2 separate regions of the Anser cygnoides genome follow, and region 2 is linked to region 1. Evidence: chromatin contacts called from public Hi-C data. All regions are on one chromosome and are shown on one strand. The core of a region is the stretch at or near the end of the contact, and the rest is flanking DNA. Distances in the headings are between cores, read along the strand shown.

The links. A called contact is a pair of places that touch in the nucleus more often than the background predicts.
Region 2: a Hi-C map of liver shows a contact between it and region 1, with 2.5 times the contacts expected there. The contact joins the enhancer-like site here to the promoter of LOC106046070 in region 1. A contact is called at or near these places in 2 of 7 Hi-C or Micro-C datasets (both in liver).

The regions. Positions count from the first base shown.
Region 1 is chr4:68,815,560-68,818,905 of Taihu_goose_T2T_genome, forward strand. It overlaps LOC106046070 (probable E3 ubiquitin-protein ligase HERC3), which reads left to right and starts at 1,706. Exons shown (of 23, transcript XM_048052142.2): 1 at 1,706-1,895; 2 at 2,493-2,625; 3 at 3,292-3,346. The coding sequence starts at 1,802. It overlaps LOC136790750, which reads right to left and starts at 21. Exons shown (of 2, transcript XM_066996355.1): 1 at 1-21.
Region 2 is chr4:68,885,247-68,888,592 of Taihu_goose_T2T_genome, forward strand. FAM13A (family with sequence similarity 13 member A) reads right to left here. Exons shown (of 21, transcript XM_048052161.2): 21 at 2,427-3,346. It overlaps LOC106046091 (probable E3 ubiquitin-protein ligase HERC3), which reads left to right. Exons shown (of 25, transcript XM_066996351.1): 23 at 150-333; 24 at 1,080-1,182; 25 at 1,912-3,346. The coding sequence ends at 2,120. Among named protein-coding and RNA genes, the nearest start is that of MBOAT4, 84 kb to the left of the region's middle. Within about 2 kb of position 1,470, at least 2 of the 3 cell types and tissues checked have open chromatin away from gene starts, as enhancers often do. A contact at or near this core is called in liver, where this site is marked.

The DNA of each region.
Region 1 (3,346 bases), core at 456-2,955:
ACATGCTCGGTGAGAGGATTTTATTTTGTGGGAATGTCGATCTGCTTGAGGCTACGTAGGAAGGCTCTGCAAAGGGATCTGGATAGGCTGGATGGATGGGCCGAGGCCAAGTGTATGAGGTTCAACAAGGCCAAGTGCCGGGTCCTGCGCTGGGAGCACAGCACCCCCACGTAATGCTGTGGGAAGAGTGCTGGAAAGCTGCCTGTCGGAAAAGGACCTGGGGATGTTGATCAGTAGCCAGCTGAATATCAGACAGCAGTGCGCTGGCTACTATGGGCGGATGGCCAGGAAGACCAACAGCTTCTTGGCTTGTATCAGAAATAGTGTGGCCAGCAGGCCCAGGGAAGTGATTGTCCCCCTGTACTCAGCTCTGGCTCTTGCTTGCACCTCACTCTGTGTTCAGCTTTGGGCCCCTCACTGCAAGAAAGCTATTGAGGTGCTGGAGCATGTCCAAAGAAGGACTGTGAAGCATGGTTTAGTGGTAGACTTGGGAGTAGGAACTGATGGTATTAGAGGTCTTTTCCAAACTTAATGATTCTATGATTCTGTGATTCCTGTGCCTCTTCTTGTAGCAACTTTCTTCCTTTGGGAGGACTCGTTAGCTCATGCTTTGGTGCAGAGGGACCTCCAGTGTCCCTTTGCGGCAGATGCTTTGGCCTCACAGGCCATAGCTTGCTATTTCTTTGTCAAAAGACCTTCCTATGTATCATGGAAGGAGATGAGGTCCCCGCAGTGTTGCAGGCAACAGGCTGGGAAAGACACGTGCTGTTTGCTCCCCTGTGGGGAGAAGGCAAGCCCAATTGTGGGACTGCTTTTGCTCAAGGACCCAGGTGTACTTGGACGATGGGGAACTGCGGTGTGTACCGTGAGTGACTTTCACCTTCGTGGATGTAGCTCCAAAAGGAAAGAAAGAGCTTTAGTGACTGTCCTTTTCCTCTCCTCCCCTCAAGTCTCTTCATTCGTGTGCCTCTGCCTGGAGCTCCTTTGCTGTCTTTGGAGGACAGATTATCTCATCTTTTGGTGCAGAGGGACTTCACTGTGCTTTTGCGGTTCGTGCTTTGGTGTCCCAAGCCTCACAGTACTGCCCTGGTTAATGCTGAGTGCTGCAGGACCTGGGTTGGGCCCTGCCCTGGACAGCATCGCCCCAGTCCTGTCAATGGTCTATGTCCTATGTCTCCACCCTGTCGTTATTTTTCACCATATTGACTCTCTGTGCCTTTTTGTTCACTCCATTCTGCTTCATTTAAATGTATCATATTAAACACTTCTGTTGTCTCAGTAATTATTTTTTTCTGCAGCATTTCACTCAACGCCAGTAAGAATCTGTAAAATCACGTCCTTAGTGCTACTTTCACAGCATGCCTTACCCCTGCTATGCTCCCCGTCTGTGCTCAGCATTCAGCAGCAATGATTTTTTTTAAGCATTCAGTTCACCAGTTAAAGGTATTGGGAATACAATGAAGATGCTCTTATGTCTTTCCATGCATTTGATCCCTAACACGGGTATCATTTATTGTACAAGGTGGCCCTGCGCGTGTTCTCCTTTAGAGGCAGGGGGAGATTTAGCAGACAGCAGGAGAGAATATGTGAGAATGGAAACCCTTTCGAGCACAGATCCCCGTTTCCCAGCTCAGCGCCTCCAAGCGTCAGCATCCCGGGAACCTCCCCAGCTGCTGGAGCTCCCGGGTTTCGCTTTCGGTTTCGTTTCCCGGCCGGGCCGGGGCTGGCTGGGGCGGGGAGCAGGCATAAAGGAGCTGCCTCGGGCTCAGCCTAGCGGTAGCAGGCTGCTTGCTGGCACGGCATGGCCGGGGGAAGGAAAAAGCAGCGGCAGCGGCAGCGGCAGCGGGCCGGAGAGCAGAAGCGCAGCCCCCAGCAGCGGCCGAAGGCAGCGGGAGGTGCGGGGGGGAACCGGCGGCGTACCGGGGGTGGGGGGGTCGGGGACCCCGCCGGGAGCCAGGGGTTGGGGAGGAGACGGGGGTGATGGGGAGAGATGCCCCTGCCTGACTGCACGCTGTGGTTAAGCTGGGGAGGTGAGAAAGGTGGGCGGTGGGGCAGCCAAGGTGTGAATTTTACTGCTTCTCCAGTGTCTTGTAAAACATCTGACTTCGAGACAACCTGTGCCCAAGCGTGTGACAAATCTAGGGCAGTCAGATAACTCAGCAAGAGCCTTTTTTCCCCAGGACACTCTCCACAGCCGTGCAAAAGTAAGTGTACTTCTGCTGACGTGTCAGTGATTGTTTTCAGAGCCTGTATCTGAGAGATGGCGAAATGTCTTCTAGTGACAGCCAGGAGAGTGGCTGGTGGACAACAAAGTAGTGCACAGGACACTGAAGCTCTGAGTGACCTGAGAAAATATTGCCTAAGCTTGCTGCACTTCTTCCCAAGGAGCAGAAAATCTCAGTGAAAGCAGTAGCACACAGAGATACTGGGGAGGGAGCAGAGATGGTTAAGGTGCCTGCTTCCTGCCATGTCTGTCTTTATTTGTTCTGTAGAAGATGTGCAGTTGCAGAGAAAGGAGGGGGTGAAATGTTCAAACTGTGATGAAACACATACGCTCCTTCTCTCCTGTGATGGGAAGCTTTCCGAACACTGGGCTACGTCTTCGGATAACTGCTTTAAGCCAAGGTAAGAAGCTTTTGCAGGGTGAAGGTATGTATTGCAATGGTCAGAGAACGTCCTCCTTTTCCTAAAGGTAACATTCAAGAAACTCAGGCATGCTCTTACTGTAAAAAGGAAACAAGAACACTTGCATTCCTAAAACTCAAAACTTTCTCTTCTTTTTTAACCAGCAAGAAATGTTCTGATTTTGAGGGTAACACTAAGATCTGAGCTGTTTGAGATACTGACGGTACAGGTTCCTCTCAAAACTTAGTAAGGATAAGTAGATTTACCAGTTTGCAAATGACATGCAAACTACATGTGGCTTAGGAAAGCTGTGTGTGAAAGACCCAGGCCCACATAAACCTTGCCACCTTCTGATTAATCTGTGAGGGTAACCAGCATCTACAAATGACATAGCAGTATGCTTATGGAATTTGCTGCTAGTTTGCCCAGGGATGAGACTGATTCTCTTTCAGCTTCCTCTGGTGCAAACCACAATCAGATCAGTTAGTGCAACTGAAGGAAGCTAGTATAAGAGCAGGGTGAATCAACTGAGAGATGACCAATATTTTTCTATGTAAATACTGCTAAACATCCTAGGACGTGGTGAGCAGAGGATCCTCTTTTTTTTTACTTAGTCTCATGGCAGAGCATCTGTTTTGATTTGGTATTTTTTCCTAATCTTCGTAGGCTGGTGGAAGAACTGGGAAACCGAGAAATTGTTCAAATAGCCTGTGGGGACCAT
Region 2 (3,346 bases), core at 220-2,719, 69 kb after region 1:
CTCAGCGGGAGGCGGGCAGTGGGGTGAACCTGTTGAAGACTCGTATTTGCAAGAAACGTTACAGGCAGAAGCAGCAAAACTAGCAGTGCTGCCACTCAGGCGTATGAATAAAAGTGCTTTTCTTTACCTGCTCTCTCTCAATGCCCTAGGGAAGAATTTGTTGAAGCCTATGTAAATTACATCTTCAACCTCTCCATCCATGAGTGGTACACAGCTTTTTCCACTGGTTTCCTGAAAGTATGTGGTGGGAAGGTCCTGGAACTCTTCCAGCCCACAGAGCTCAGGGCCATGATAGTTGGAAACAGTAACTACAACTGGGAGGAACTGGAGGAGGTAAAGCTTCCCTCTTGTCATGTTTTTCTTCTTTTTTTTACGAGTACTAGGATTGGGCAGCTGCAAGAGGTGGGCACTAGGTTGGGTCAAGAGGTGTAGTAAGCTACGGATGTTTTTATATGTTTCTTGTACATCTTGCAATTATTCACATGAAAAGTTACTCTCTTACTTCACTATCCTGCTACTGATAAAGCTCGTGGAGGAAATTGGGGATGAAAAAGAAGAGGGGAGGAGGACTTCTATCTTTTTTTCGTAGGGATGAAGCCTAAGATTGAAAGAAAGAGACAAAATCAGAATCTTCATTTACAATAGAACTAACAAGGGCAAAAAGTACACAGCCAAGTGTTCAAAGGGAAGTCTGGACAGAACGCAAGAGTTGTATCCTCTCAAAACACGTGCAGATCAGCAAATATTTGTTTTGTCTCAGCCTTAGCAGTAGAAATGGCCTCACAGTGCAGAACACATGATCCTGTCCGCGAGTCCAGCCCGTGATCAGGTACACCAGGGTTCCTCGTTACACCTCTAATTAGCTGAATACCTAGAAGCCTAAATACTGGCCTTTCACCTGTAGCAAGAACACTTTCCTGTGTCTTTGAGCCATGCTGTTGCCTATGGCACATCCTGCACTCCATTTCTTAGCTGTCAGACGTCAGTCTGAGATACTAGAAGAGATCAGGTCGTGTTCCTACTTAGTCCTTGCGTTCTAGTGCTAGATGAAATTATGTGACTTTTTGTTTTTCTAATAGAGTGCCGTCTATAAGGGAGACTACACTGCGACACACCCAACCGTGAGGATGTTTTGGGAAACGTTTCATGCATTTCCCTTGGAAAAGAAGAAGAAATTTCTCTGTAAGTATTTTGCAGTGGTGCAGGCTGTCATCTGAAATTGACGAATCAATGTCACTGGGGGGTAGATGTCACTTTGTTTGGCAATAAAAGGGAAGAGGAGGAGAAATACGTGGTTTTAAGGGCAGGTGGTTCAGAGTTTGTTGCTGCAGCTGGCAACTGTTGCTCCCTTGGGGCATCATGTTGAGGGAATATTGTGTCCCAAGGGCAACCTGGGAAAGCACTGAAAAGAGCCAATCTTTATTTTTGGACTGGTTTTGTTTCCTGATCTTGTACCCACTAATGTGTATCTGTTTGGAAACAGTTGGTGTCAAGCACAGAGATGGAGGCATGCTGAGGAAAGCGCTGTTTTATTGAAGGATTATTCAGATTTAAGTGTCCTAAAAGAATCTAGCTCCAAGAAGTATTAAATCTCCGTGTGGCAGTTTTGCTGAGCTGGCAGTCACCATCCCCTTACTTGGCCAGACCTGAAGCAGTTGCTGTCTTTCTTTAGAGCATTGCTTCCAGCAAACCCAGCAACATGTGGCCAAATTCTTTGCTGGTGCAGCTCCACTGACTGCAGATTTCTTATGTATTGGCACATGCTTCCAGGAAAAAGCTTTGGAAATAAAAGCTGAGAGAGCTAGAAGAGTTCAGCATGGAGATGAGAAGGCACAAGGGGCATCGTATCACAGCCGTACAAGTGTGAGGGTGCCTGTCCTAACCAGCCTGCCTTCTCTCTGCTTCTCCTAGTGTTCCTGACAGGCAGCGACCGCATTCCCATCTACGGCATGTCAAGCCTTCGCATCGTCATCCAGTCCACAGCCAGCGGGGAGCAGTACCTGCCCGTGGCGCACACCTGCTACAATCTCCTGGACTTGCCCAAGTACAGCAGCAAGGAGATTCTCAGCGCCCGGCTGGTGCAAGCCATCGATCACTATGAGGGCTTCAGCTTGGCTTGACGTGTGTGGGAGAGGCACAGGCACTTGGGTACAGAGGAAGAAAGCAATGGGCTTGGCTTTATTTTTATAAAGGAAGGGATCAGAGCATTTTGGGGGAAAAATAATAGTAAGAATCATAGATGCAGATGATGCAGTCTCAGCCTGATGCTGCCAGTATTTTGTGGGGTTTAGCAGGGAGAGACTTTAGCTTTGAGTTTTCTGATCTACTGAACAAAATGAGTTTGGTGGGCTTTTTCGTTGTTTCCCCTCCAACTTCACAGCACTGCCCTCGCAGCAAATACTCGTAGTTTGCTTTTATTGCCCCCCCCCCCCCCCCCCCCCCCCCCTTTTTGTTCAGTTTAAACCTTTGGTGTTCCTTGCATTGAGGCTATGGTGGAAATTCAGGATGAAATAGTGATCTCCTTTTTGAAAAGCTGTGATTTCCCCCACCCTTTTTTTTTTTCTTCCCTTTTTAAATGCAAGCTGGTTCTTGCTTGCTTTGAATGGATATATCCCCCCTGCCCTCTGGTCCTTGGCAGATGGTACTGGGCTGGGGTGTCATTTGTGACCCACAGGACAGTGTATTAGTTGCGGTACATGCTCTGTCTTTTTGCACCAGTATATCTCACGGAGAGTAGGGTGGTTTGGGGGTTGGCATGTTTTTCTTTTGTCTTAAATTTTGTTTCTAAGCAGCGTCTTCTTAAAGAAGCTTCAGACTCCTCTGTGTTAAGGCTTGGGGAAGGACAAACAATATCCGTAATAACGGGTTTCTCAAACTGCCTCTCTCTTGTGTTGTTCTTCTGCTGGTAAGTCTACAAGTTAGGCAGGTAGGCTTAGCTGAGTCCTCGTTTTTCATTCAAACAGAAATGTTGTTCCAATACAAGGTGAGTTGGCTGCTTTTACCATTGCCGCCTTTCTCAGAGGAGTCATGCAGGAGAGTGAGGGAGTGTGTGAGTGTAAGCGGTGTTTACAAGCTCTCCAGCCTCATTAGGTCAGAGGAAAAGAAAGACGCATGAAATCCACATTTGTGTGTTAACCCTCTGCTTGGAGGCTGGTTTTATTTCTGCTGGTAGGATTATTTTACTGCGTGGTGTGGGAGAAACCCTTGTCATCTGTTTTGTCCAGTAAGTGCTGGGACCCCTAAAGGCCTACCTTTATGAATTAGGTTGGAAAGGTACGTTAGGAGTTGAGTAGGCAAAAGCATTAACTAAATTTGTCCTGTAAGATTGGAGAGCCATTATCCTTTC